Linked DNA regions of Mus musculus: all the other regions are linked to region 1. A link is a contact called in public HiChIP or PLAC-seq data. All regions are on one chromosome and are shown on one strand. Each heading gives the region's core, a stretch centred on a gene start, on an enhancer-like site or on the middle of the called end of the contact. The rest is flanking DNA. Distances are from core to core; before and after follow the strand shown.

The links. HiChIP or PLAC-seq counts read pairs in DNA pulled down with a chosen protein or histone mark.
Region 2: a contact with region 1 is called in an H3K4me3 HiChIP or PLAC-seq map of stem cell-derived neural progenitor cells, with 9 times the contacts expected there. The contact joins the promoter of Mfsd2a here to the promoter of Zmpste24 in region 1. A contact is called at or near these places in 11 of 39 promoter capture datasets (the C10 cell line, cranial neural crest, embryonic stem cells and 6 more) and 3 of 115 datasets of contacts at active chromatin or transcription factors (astrocytes, stem cell-derived neural progenitor cells and trophoblast stem cells).
Region 3: an H3K27ac HiChIP or PLAC-seq map of large pre-B cells shows a contact between it and region 1, with 6 times the contacts expected there. The contact joins the enhancer-like site here to the promoter of Zmpste24 in region 1. A contact is called at or near these places in 10 of 39 promoter capture datasets (the 3T3-L1 cell line, cranial neural crest, embryonic stem cells and 6 more), 2 of 484 Hi-C or Micro-C datasets (embryonic stem cells and nephron progenitors) and 1 of 115 datasets of contacts at active chromatin or transcription factors (large pre-B cells).

The regions. Positions count from the first base shown.
Region 1 is chr4:121,096,620-121,099,717 of GRCm38.p6, forward strand. It overlaps Zmpste24 (zinc metallopeptidase, STE24), which reads right to left and starts at 1,591. Exons shown (of 10, transcript NM_172700.3): 1 at 1,258-1,591. The coding sequence starts at 1,380.
Region 2 is chr4:122,959,652-122,962,749 of GRCm38.p6, forward strand. Mfsd2a (major facilitator superfamily domain containing 2A) reads right to left here and starts at 1,537. Exons shown (of 14, transcript NM_029662.2): 1 at 1,290-1,537. The coding sequence starts at 1,382.
Region 3 is chr4:122,853,495-122,856,592 of GRCm38.p6, forward strand. It overlaps Ppt1 (palmitoyl-protein thioesterase 1), which reads left to right. Exons shown (of 9, transcript NM_008917.3): 6 at 97-187; 7 at 886-984; 8 at 2,312-2,383. Among named protein-coding and RNA genes, the nearest start is that of Ppt1, 19 kb to the left of the region's middle. Within about 2 kb of position 1,502, at least 85 of the 459 cell types and tissues checked have an H3K27ac peak or open chromatin away from gene starts, as enhancers often do. A contact at or near this core is called in hematopoietic stem and progenitor cells, where this site is marked.

The DNA of each region.
Region 1 (3,098 bases), core at 341-2,840:
TTCAAGCAAGGGTACTTATGCAATTCTGAACTAATGAAGCTTTGAGTACCTAGCTACAGTAATTTTTAACACGTTGAACATACTAAAGGAAGAGACTGAGGTAGACATAACCCGACACTGACAGATTTTTAAAATTCAAACTTGTGCCGGGCTTGGTGGCACACGCCTTTAATCCCAGCACCCTGGAGGCAGAGGCAGGCGGATTTCTGAGTTCAAGGCCAGCCTGGTCTACAGAGTGAGTTCCAGGACAGCCAGGGCTATACAGAGAAACCCTGTCTCAAAAAACAAAAAACAAAAAAACCAAAAAAAAAAAAAAAATTTCAAACTTGCAATCCGGAGAGTCACGAAGGGCTGGGAAATGTAGTTCAGTGGGAGAGCACTTGCCTGGCAAAGAAACTCACATACAGTGTAAGTTAGAAGAAAACTGCAGACGAAAAGGACTGCAGAGCTCAAGAAATAGGTCCAGCAGTTAAAGGGGAAGGTTCTCAAGGACGACACAGACGAGTGTTGTCCAAACTTAGACACTGCAGAGCAGGCATAGACCTGCATAAGTTTGACGGCAGGGCTGTCCTTTCCTTTTATTAGACACCAACAGGCTTGGGACCCATTATAATGTTGCAGATAACTTGTTTTGTTGTTTCAAAGTCCATCTCACTAAAACGTTCACATTTCGAATTAAACTGTTAATTATGGCTATCTCCATGGAAAACTGTTAGCTTTTCTACTGCACTATTTAACGTTTTAAACAAAAAACCCAAAGAGAAATTTTAATGAAACACACACACATTGTGGCCCCAAACAACATTTGCTCTAATGAGGATTTTCAAACGGCGTGCGAGTCTTTGGAACGGTTGCAAAGTGAGGTTGAGCATGGTAACATCAATATCATGGGAAGTTATTATTCTACAAATTTAGCACCTCCACTTAGAAAGCCTATACCAACGAGGCTTGGTCAAGTCCCGGTCCAAAGATTCTTAAGACGCTGTAAAGCAGGCATAGACATGCTCAAGTTTGGCGGTAGGGCAGTTCTTCCCTTTCATTAGCCGCTTACAGGCTTGGGTCCCATTACAACGTTGCAAACAACTTCTGCCTTTCCAAAAACTCCTCAAAGCGGCAGTCACCATTAGGAAAAGTTAGGAAGCTCACCGGGGGTTACGGTTTGCTACATCCGGGCAAACACTAAGGGGCTTGGGTAGAGGCTCGGGCTGGCCTAAGGCTGTCCAGGGGCTCAGCCGGGGGAGACACGTCAATGCTCACCTGCCGCTGTGCTAGGAAGGTCTCCCAAAGATACACCGTCCAGGAAAAGAGCAACACCGCCCCGAAGATTCGCTTCTCCGCAGGGAAGTCCCACATAGCGTCCACCGATGCCCACATCCCCATCGTCACCCTATCTCACCCGCTCCTTTAGCGTGCACCGGTGCCTCAGCGACACGCGTCCCTCGGAGAGTGCCAGCGGTGTCACAACAATACGGGTCCCTTCCGAGGGCTTCTTCAGACGCCCATTCCCTCAGCTTTGCCAGAAGTGTCACAAAGACACGATTCCCTCCAGCCTTACTCTTCAAGGACCTACTTATTTCTGCTAGAATAAGACGCCCCACCTTCCTCACTTCCGCCTGAAGAATGAGCAGCGGTGCACCTGAAATATCCCTCCGGATTCTGTGTGCAGGGATCCAATTCAAAGGTTCCGGCCTTCTTCCTGGGAACGTCAGTGTGGTCGCCGCCTCTCCTTTGCTTTGGCGGGTTACCAGAGAGGGCAATGGACCCCGGTGCTTAACCGGACCGGATAAGCCGGGTCATAGAAATATTCCCTCTAGAAGTAGCTGGGAAGGATGAGAGAGGCTCTAAAACTTTTCCTTCCTTCTATTTAGTGCCGTTCAAAGGTTAGATGTGCATCTCCAGGATAACTAACCAAACGAGGCATTTGGGGTTGTTTGGCTTGTCTTCGAAAGTTCTGGTTTTGGGAATATTAGAGATGAAAATGACTCTAGTGATTAGGATTTTCATTTACACATTTCATCTCATCCTCCCCAAGTGAAGTCAGAAGAGGCATTTACCTGTGAGTCCTGGGACTGCATTTCTAACCTCAAACAGGCAGGCTTGGTAGCCACTGCCTTTAAGCCTAGCAAGACCTTGTTTCAGACACACACTACCACCACCACCACTACCACCACCACCACACATCACCACACACCATCACAGCTCAGTACCTTTGCCTTGGAATTCAACAATGAAATAGGGTCACTATGGCCCCTGTTACTACTTTGACTTTACTTGAAACGTGAAGCCAGAATTTTTCTGACCACAAAGTAAATGTTATTTAATTAATAGTTTCTATGAACTAATAGCACTTTGTATAAACATTATTTATAGTGAATTGCGAAATCTTTAGCTCCAATTAAAATATGTAGCTCCAATTTAAAATATGGTGAGATTGTGATGCTAAAGATGTTGAGATTAAGGTTTCAAATTTCTCAACCATGACTAAATTTATCTGCATGAGCGTAATCAGTAGAAGTTACTTGACAAAGTGAATTACTTCAATATAGGATCACAGATTCTTTGGCAACCAAAAGTTCTTTTGGGGGATTTTTTGCTTTCAGCAAAATTACTGATTGAACTGTTAGCTGAACTTTGAGTTTTGTTCATGGGCCTGGGAAATATTTTGTACTTGATTGGGTGTAAGGCAAATGGCATGAAAACAGGGATCACAGGCAAGTAGAGACATAGCTCTAACAAGTGCCATTTCCTCAGGTAGAAGGTCTTCAGAGAGGAGGCTTCGTCCCTGTCCTCCTTTTCCATGGCTGGTTGGATGTTTTGTACTGGCACCCATCATGGTGTTGTAGAGTCCTGTGGAAAAACACAAGCATAGCCTAGCCCTTGTGTCAACAAAGGGTGGATGCCACTGTGATGTTAGGGACTCTCTCCATTGTACCAATGGAAGAGTGGTATTCCTAGGTAGGTAAGCCCAATGTTTATAGGTAGGGCTTAATCCCTGATCAAAGGTGAGGAAGTTTAGGTGAAAATGGGCCTCTGCCAGGGCCAGGGGAAGGTCATGTTTGGATTCAGGGGAGGTAAACTGAGTCAGCAAGTCCTTTAGA
Region 2 (3,098 bases), core at 287-2,786, 1.9 Mb after region 1:
CAGGTGTAGTGGCACCAACACTTGGGAGGCAGAGCCCAGCAGATCTGTAAAGTCTGAGGCCAACCTGGTCTACAGAGCTAATTCCAGGTCAGCCAGGGATACAAAGAGAAACCTGTCTCAAATAAGTAAGAAAATAAATGAATAAATAAATAAATAAATAAATAAAATCTTCTCCCAGGCCCTCAGCTCCTTTCCAAGTTACCCAGAAAGAGCATGCGGTAGCAATGGGCCTGTCCCTACCTGGCACTAGCTGCCACAACCTGAAAATCCTCTTGCTGCCAAAAGTTCCCTGAGCCCAGCCCAGGCTCCCTCCCTGACGCCCCGCAGCAGCTAGGATCCACCTGCGTCCTGGATGAGTGCACCAGAAGGGGGGGGGGCGCCCAGCCCGCTGCATCCTCAGCTGTTCTTTCAATCTGTCCCAAAGTTCCCGGGCCCCTGTAGGGAGTCTTCAGCTCCAGGCAAACCCTTGAGCAGTCCTACCATCCATCTGCCTAACACGCACCCTTTCCAGCTCCTAGGGGACCTTGGAGAGGGGTAAAAAGGGCTCCAGGTGCAGGGCTCAGCCCTCTCCGGGTGGAGCACTAGGGGAGGCTGAGGTTGCCCAGGGAAAGTAGAGATTACTCATACATGGTAACAGCATAATTGCTTACTCGTTTCTTCCAAGAACAGTTAATAAAATTAAAAGGAAAAGTTAAGCACCTCCCAATTAGCTATATTGTGAGAGATTCCTTTCCTGGGGCCGCATGGTTTCATGGTGTGGTTAAATAGATCCAAAGAGTTAGAACGGATCGGAGAGAGAGGATGTCGAGACACGCGGAGCTCTGTGCATGTGAACCCTCAGTCACACAAACGCTTTCGGTATGCGGCTCCTTTAAGAGCAAAGCCCTTGTTCTTATGAATGAACTTGAGTGGCCCTCCTCAGAGTTAAAGCACGAGAGTGGGGGGTGGTGAGAGATGGAGAACCAAAGGGACTCTCAGACTTCTGGGGTCTCTTCAGGTCTAGGGAGAGAAACTAGTGTGGCTCAGCACAGTAGAACCTAGAGCGCTGGGGAGAGCCCCACGCCGCGTAGAGTTGCCGGCGCCTCTCTTGGCGCAAACCCATTGTAGGGGTGTGCAAAGGGGCTTCAGACTTTCTCCATCACTCCCGGTCCCAGAGCACTCCTTGCTTTTTTCAAGCTTCGCTGTACCCTGTTACCGCCAAGTGTCCCAAGGCCAGACCTAGTCTCCGACGCCCCTATACCCACATCCCGGCCGGCCCACCACCCCTTGCCCTCCTCTCGGGACCTCACCTTCACCTGGACCGGCCGTTCACTGGCTTGGAGGATGCTGGTGGGGAGCAGCCCCGCCGCGGAACCGCTCTCGGCGCCTTCTCCTTTGGCCATGACCCGCGGGCCACGCCGCGTGGGACCGGGACGCCGGGATGCTCTTGTGTTCTGCCGGCCGGCACTCGCCTGTGGCTCCGATCCTAGGCGCAGCCCCAGCCACTACTACGTTCGCTAGCACTTAGCAAACCAGGAACGCCGGCGATGAAAACTCCCTAGCACGTCCCCTCCGCGCCTCTTAAAGGTTCGGGCCTGCGCCTCCAGCCAATCCCTGCACGCGCCTGCCCATCTCGGCTGGCGGAGCCTCGCTGCTCAGCCACGTTCTCAAAGCCGGCAACCCACACCGCGTGCTCCTAACTACCTAAGCAAAGCTGAGAAACCCACCTGACTCGCCCGAGGAAACTGAAGTCCCAGGCTGAAAGTGACCTGTCCGAGGTCCCCCAGAGTGAGTTTTCCCTGAGTAGAGCCTGTGGCCCTTGACTTCTGAATCCCCATCAGCTCCTTTTAAAATCCGGAGTCAGGTGGCTTCTCCCCTCCCCCAAACCTGAGGCCATGGGCTGTAACTTTCATTATCAATGTCCCTCGTGTCTCAAGATCGACAATTTCCTCTTCCTCCCTTTGAAAAGTAGGGGCCTTTTTCAATGGGACAGAAAAATTACCAAGTCCAGTGGCTACCGCTTCCAGGCAGGGGAACTCGCAAGTTCTAAGAAGGAGCCATGGCCACAGCAGCCGTTTATGGGTAGCTTTCTAACAGGCTTAACATGACCTCACTGGGTGCTTATGAACGCCATCTGAGGGTGGTACTATTATTATCCCCATTTTACAACCCAGGAAAGGGGGACACAAGAAGAACAGCTGTTGCGACACAGACAGGCCAGAAAGGTTTTGTCCAGTTCCAAAGTCTTTACTCATAACTCTCCTGCTCTGCCCCTCAGCATAAATTACAGAAGGCTGAGCTATGTCTGTGCTCCCAGACAGGAAGCCCTGGGAGATACAAGACGCCAGCAGCCCTCTGTGTCGAAAAGAAAAGAAAAGAAAAGAAAAGAAAAGAAAAGAAAAGAAAAGAAAAGAAAAGAAAAGAAAAGAAAAGAGAGAAGAGAAAAGAAAAGCTTTGAGAAAGAGCATGCAGAGGAATGTGGTCCTTGAAAGAAGGGAGGACCGTCATCATCTAAACAGAGGCCAGGCATAGGTGCCAGCAGAGAACGGTCTTTGCTGCCTTTCCTTCCACCTCTGCTAATGGCACTCCAGCCTTCACAGATCCCCAGGAGCCTGGGTCAAGTCCAGCTCTCCCTCTTCAGTGAAGTTACTGCTTAGACTCTCAGAGACCGCTCACACAGGACCTGTGTTTCTCAGTGTCAAGCTTTTTTTTTTTCCCCTCCTCTTAGTTCAGATTGCAGGGAAGAGCTATTGAGATCTGACTCCTCCACAATGGCCACAGCACCCTTGTGTGCCCTGGCACATCACTGTCCAGAAACAAGCCAAGGGAAATAGTGAAGACTGTAAGAAGGCCTGTTGTCCCCACTGTCACACTGCCCTCTCTCTCTTCCATACTATAGGAGGGAAGCTATGGAGTCCTGTACAGTCTCTTCCAGCCCTAAATTCTTCACTCCTTTGAATGGCAGCATTCCAGAAGTGATCTGAATAACCGAGCCAGATTATGCCCTCCTTGAAAATAAGAACTCTATCTCTTTCACTCCCATATCCCACTAAATCACAGTGAGTGTGAGCTGAAGCACCAGAGGAGCCAGCCCATTCAGAAAAACCCCAGGCACCTCC
Region 3 (3,098 bases), core at 252-2,751, 1.8 Mb after region 1:
ATCCTTTTGAAGTCTCTTGGTTGCCTAGACACTGGAGTATGTTCCAGGCATACTGACTGAAAGCACCCAGTCACCTTCATTCCTTCTCTTTCTCAGCCTGGTGCAAGCACAGTACTGGCATGACCCTATCAAGGAGAGTGTGTACCGAAACTACAGCATCTTCTTGGCAGACATAAATCAAGAGAGGGTAAGAGCCCAAATAGGCTCCCATGGCTAGACCTTCCTTTCTGGCCATCAGAAATCAGCAGTGGCTAGTTACAAAAAAATACCCTGAGCAGAAGCCAGGAACCATGGGTTTTGTTTGTGTGTGGCAGTGCTCACTGAGTTTCAGTTCCTTTCAGGGTGGCTGGGCTGGAACTCATCTGACTCTCCTCCTCCCTGAAGTCCCCCCCCCCTTCCTTTATGTTGACATATTACAATAGGTGGCAAGCTGGGCAATGTGGAAATTTACAGCTGCTGTCTTCACAAACGACATTCTTCCAGGTGGGGCCCTTTAGAGCGGGTTTTCTCAGAAAAGACTTACTTGAGAGACTCAGGGAAGGGCATAGACTGTGCCCAGGCATGAGCATGGTTTGGGACATTCTGGTAAACTTAACGGTTCATTTTATATGATGGCCAGCTTGAGGGTGTTTGTTGTTTTAAGCAAAAAAAAAAAAAAGTTGAAGCAGATAACAAACAGAACAAAGGACAGAATCAAATGCCAGCGCCACCCAGAATTCTTCTTATTTTGTCATGTTTGAAGCCTATGACCTAAATGAGTAAGGTATATAGAGAGAGAGTGGACAGAACCCAGCCCATGGCTGATGACATGCCAGTCAGACAGGTTTTAAGGAAAGGCTGAACTTGACAATAGTGACCCTGCATGACTGTCCCCTCTAATTCCAGTGTGTCAATGAGTCCTACAAGAAGAACCTGATGGCCCTCAAGAAGTTTGTGATGGTGAAATTCTTTAATGATTCCATTGTGGACCCTGTCGACTCTGAGGTGAGACATGTCCACAGAGTACCAAGAGATTGTAGGAGGTCAATGATTCTGACCATAGCTGCTTTGTGGGCAAAACCTGGTCTCACAGCCAGCCTTCACCTGTGAACAAGGTGTCCCATAAATGAGATACCAAATCGGCTGCAATCCCCTAGTTGTACCGAGAAATTTATGAAAAAGTTATGTGGTTACATTCTGTGGAGGAAGGGCTTATGGGCCTGCCTTGATTCAGAATGACCAATCTTTCCAGCTTCGTCACCTCTATTTTAGTACTTGGAATGTCTTAAGCCTCTCTCACATGCCTTGTCTTTTGAGAGCTTCTCCCTGGCTTCTCCATCCGACTACTCCTGTTCTTTGTTCAGGCCACATACATCGTTCCTCTAGGACACCATCCCTACTCCCAGATTTTGGTTCCCTCCTTTTGGAAGGGTCCTCGTAGTTTGGTCTAGCCTTGAACCCAAAGTGATCCTTCTCACCCTCTTGAGTGCCAGGATGACAGGTGTGAGAAACCGCCAGCTGCTTCTGCATTTGAAGCCACAAACTGAAGCTCTGTCCACACTGTCAGATCACAGGGGAAGAGGGGAAGGCAGCCTAGGGGCCAAATTTCACTATATTTTTGAATGGCCTGTGAGCTCAGAATTTCTACATATATAGAGAAAACATTTACAATATTTTATCTGTGAACACTATTTGAAAGCCAAATTTCCATGTCTATACAAGCCTTTCATTAGAAAAGCCCTACTCTCTTCTCACACACTCTGTTGCTCCTTTTGTGTCATGGTGGCAAGTGAGTAGCCACAACCATGTTGATATAATCTGGCCTCAACAGAAGTCTACTGACCCAGTGCTATACAATGAATTGGTTCTGTGCCTTCTAGACTAGGAGGCTTCATGGGAAGGGGGCTTGTGTATTCACCCTTGAATGATTGGGGCAGCACAGGGACTTTCAGGGCTGATACACTCAAGGAAGGAAACACAAGTTCCAGAGATATGGAAAATTTTAGGATTAGCTCATCCCTTGGGATTGACCTTTAAAATGAGCTAACTCAAGACACATCTTTATGTTATGCATGATGACACATGCCTATAGCTCTAGCATTCAAGAGGCTCAGACAGATAGCCTGCGAGGTCAAAACCAACCTAGGCTACACAAGTGAGTTCCAGGTCACCTAAACCAAAAACCCCCTTCCCATTCTTCCTTCTTGCTTGCTGTCAGATCTATTACAATGTTCATTTTGCTGGTAGTTTTAGGTACTAGCTAGCCTCAAATGATTTTTGCAAGTGTGCTGGGTGCATGATCTGACCTGGCTTTCTTCCTTCTCTCCTGAAGTGGTTTGGATTTTACAGAAGTGGCCAAGCTAAGGAAACCATTCCCCTCCAGGAGAGCACTCTATACACAGAGGTAACGGAGGGACAGATCTGCTGTGGGAGGTTGAAACTATTTCTCTCCACCCTGGTTCCTGGAGCTGCTGTGTTTCATGGAGCTAGACTCCTGCCTTGTCTGTCCTAGAGCACTAAGAGCTTACAAGCTGTCTAACTAAGGTCATAGTAGGCTGTTTTCACACCAACTTCCTGGGTGCTGATTTCTACATAGGTACTAGATCCTAAGACCTCTTGCTCATGGTTTTTAAACACACAAGAGAAACATCAACTCTGAGGTTTTACTTTGGAAGAAAAGGTTTGGAACTAGCTTCCCTTGCGAGTTGTTTACTACAACTCCCAGAAGCCCCTAAGTAAATGCAGACATGGGCGAGGTTTTATGTCATGGCAGCCATGAGGTGTGGATTCTGGCAGTCTAAGGGTATGCCTCAGTGGTAGAAATGAGCTTAGCATACAGGATGACTGGGGTTTGTGCCCCAGCACCAAGAGTAAACCTGTCAATCTGCATTGACAAGGGGAAACTCCTTCGCCAGTCTCTCAACGGGGGCTGTCAGGCATCCTGTCTAGCAGTAGGTCCTGTATCTCAAGCAGAAGTTGCAGTGTCTCACCACATGCAGTTATTGCTTGCCATAAACTGGAGATGGACACACAAATGCCCAAGTACCATATCGAAACCACCTTTTATTACAGCCCCCCTGCCCCAATTTCAGAGGTGCGCTTTCCTCCACATTTTTGGT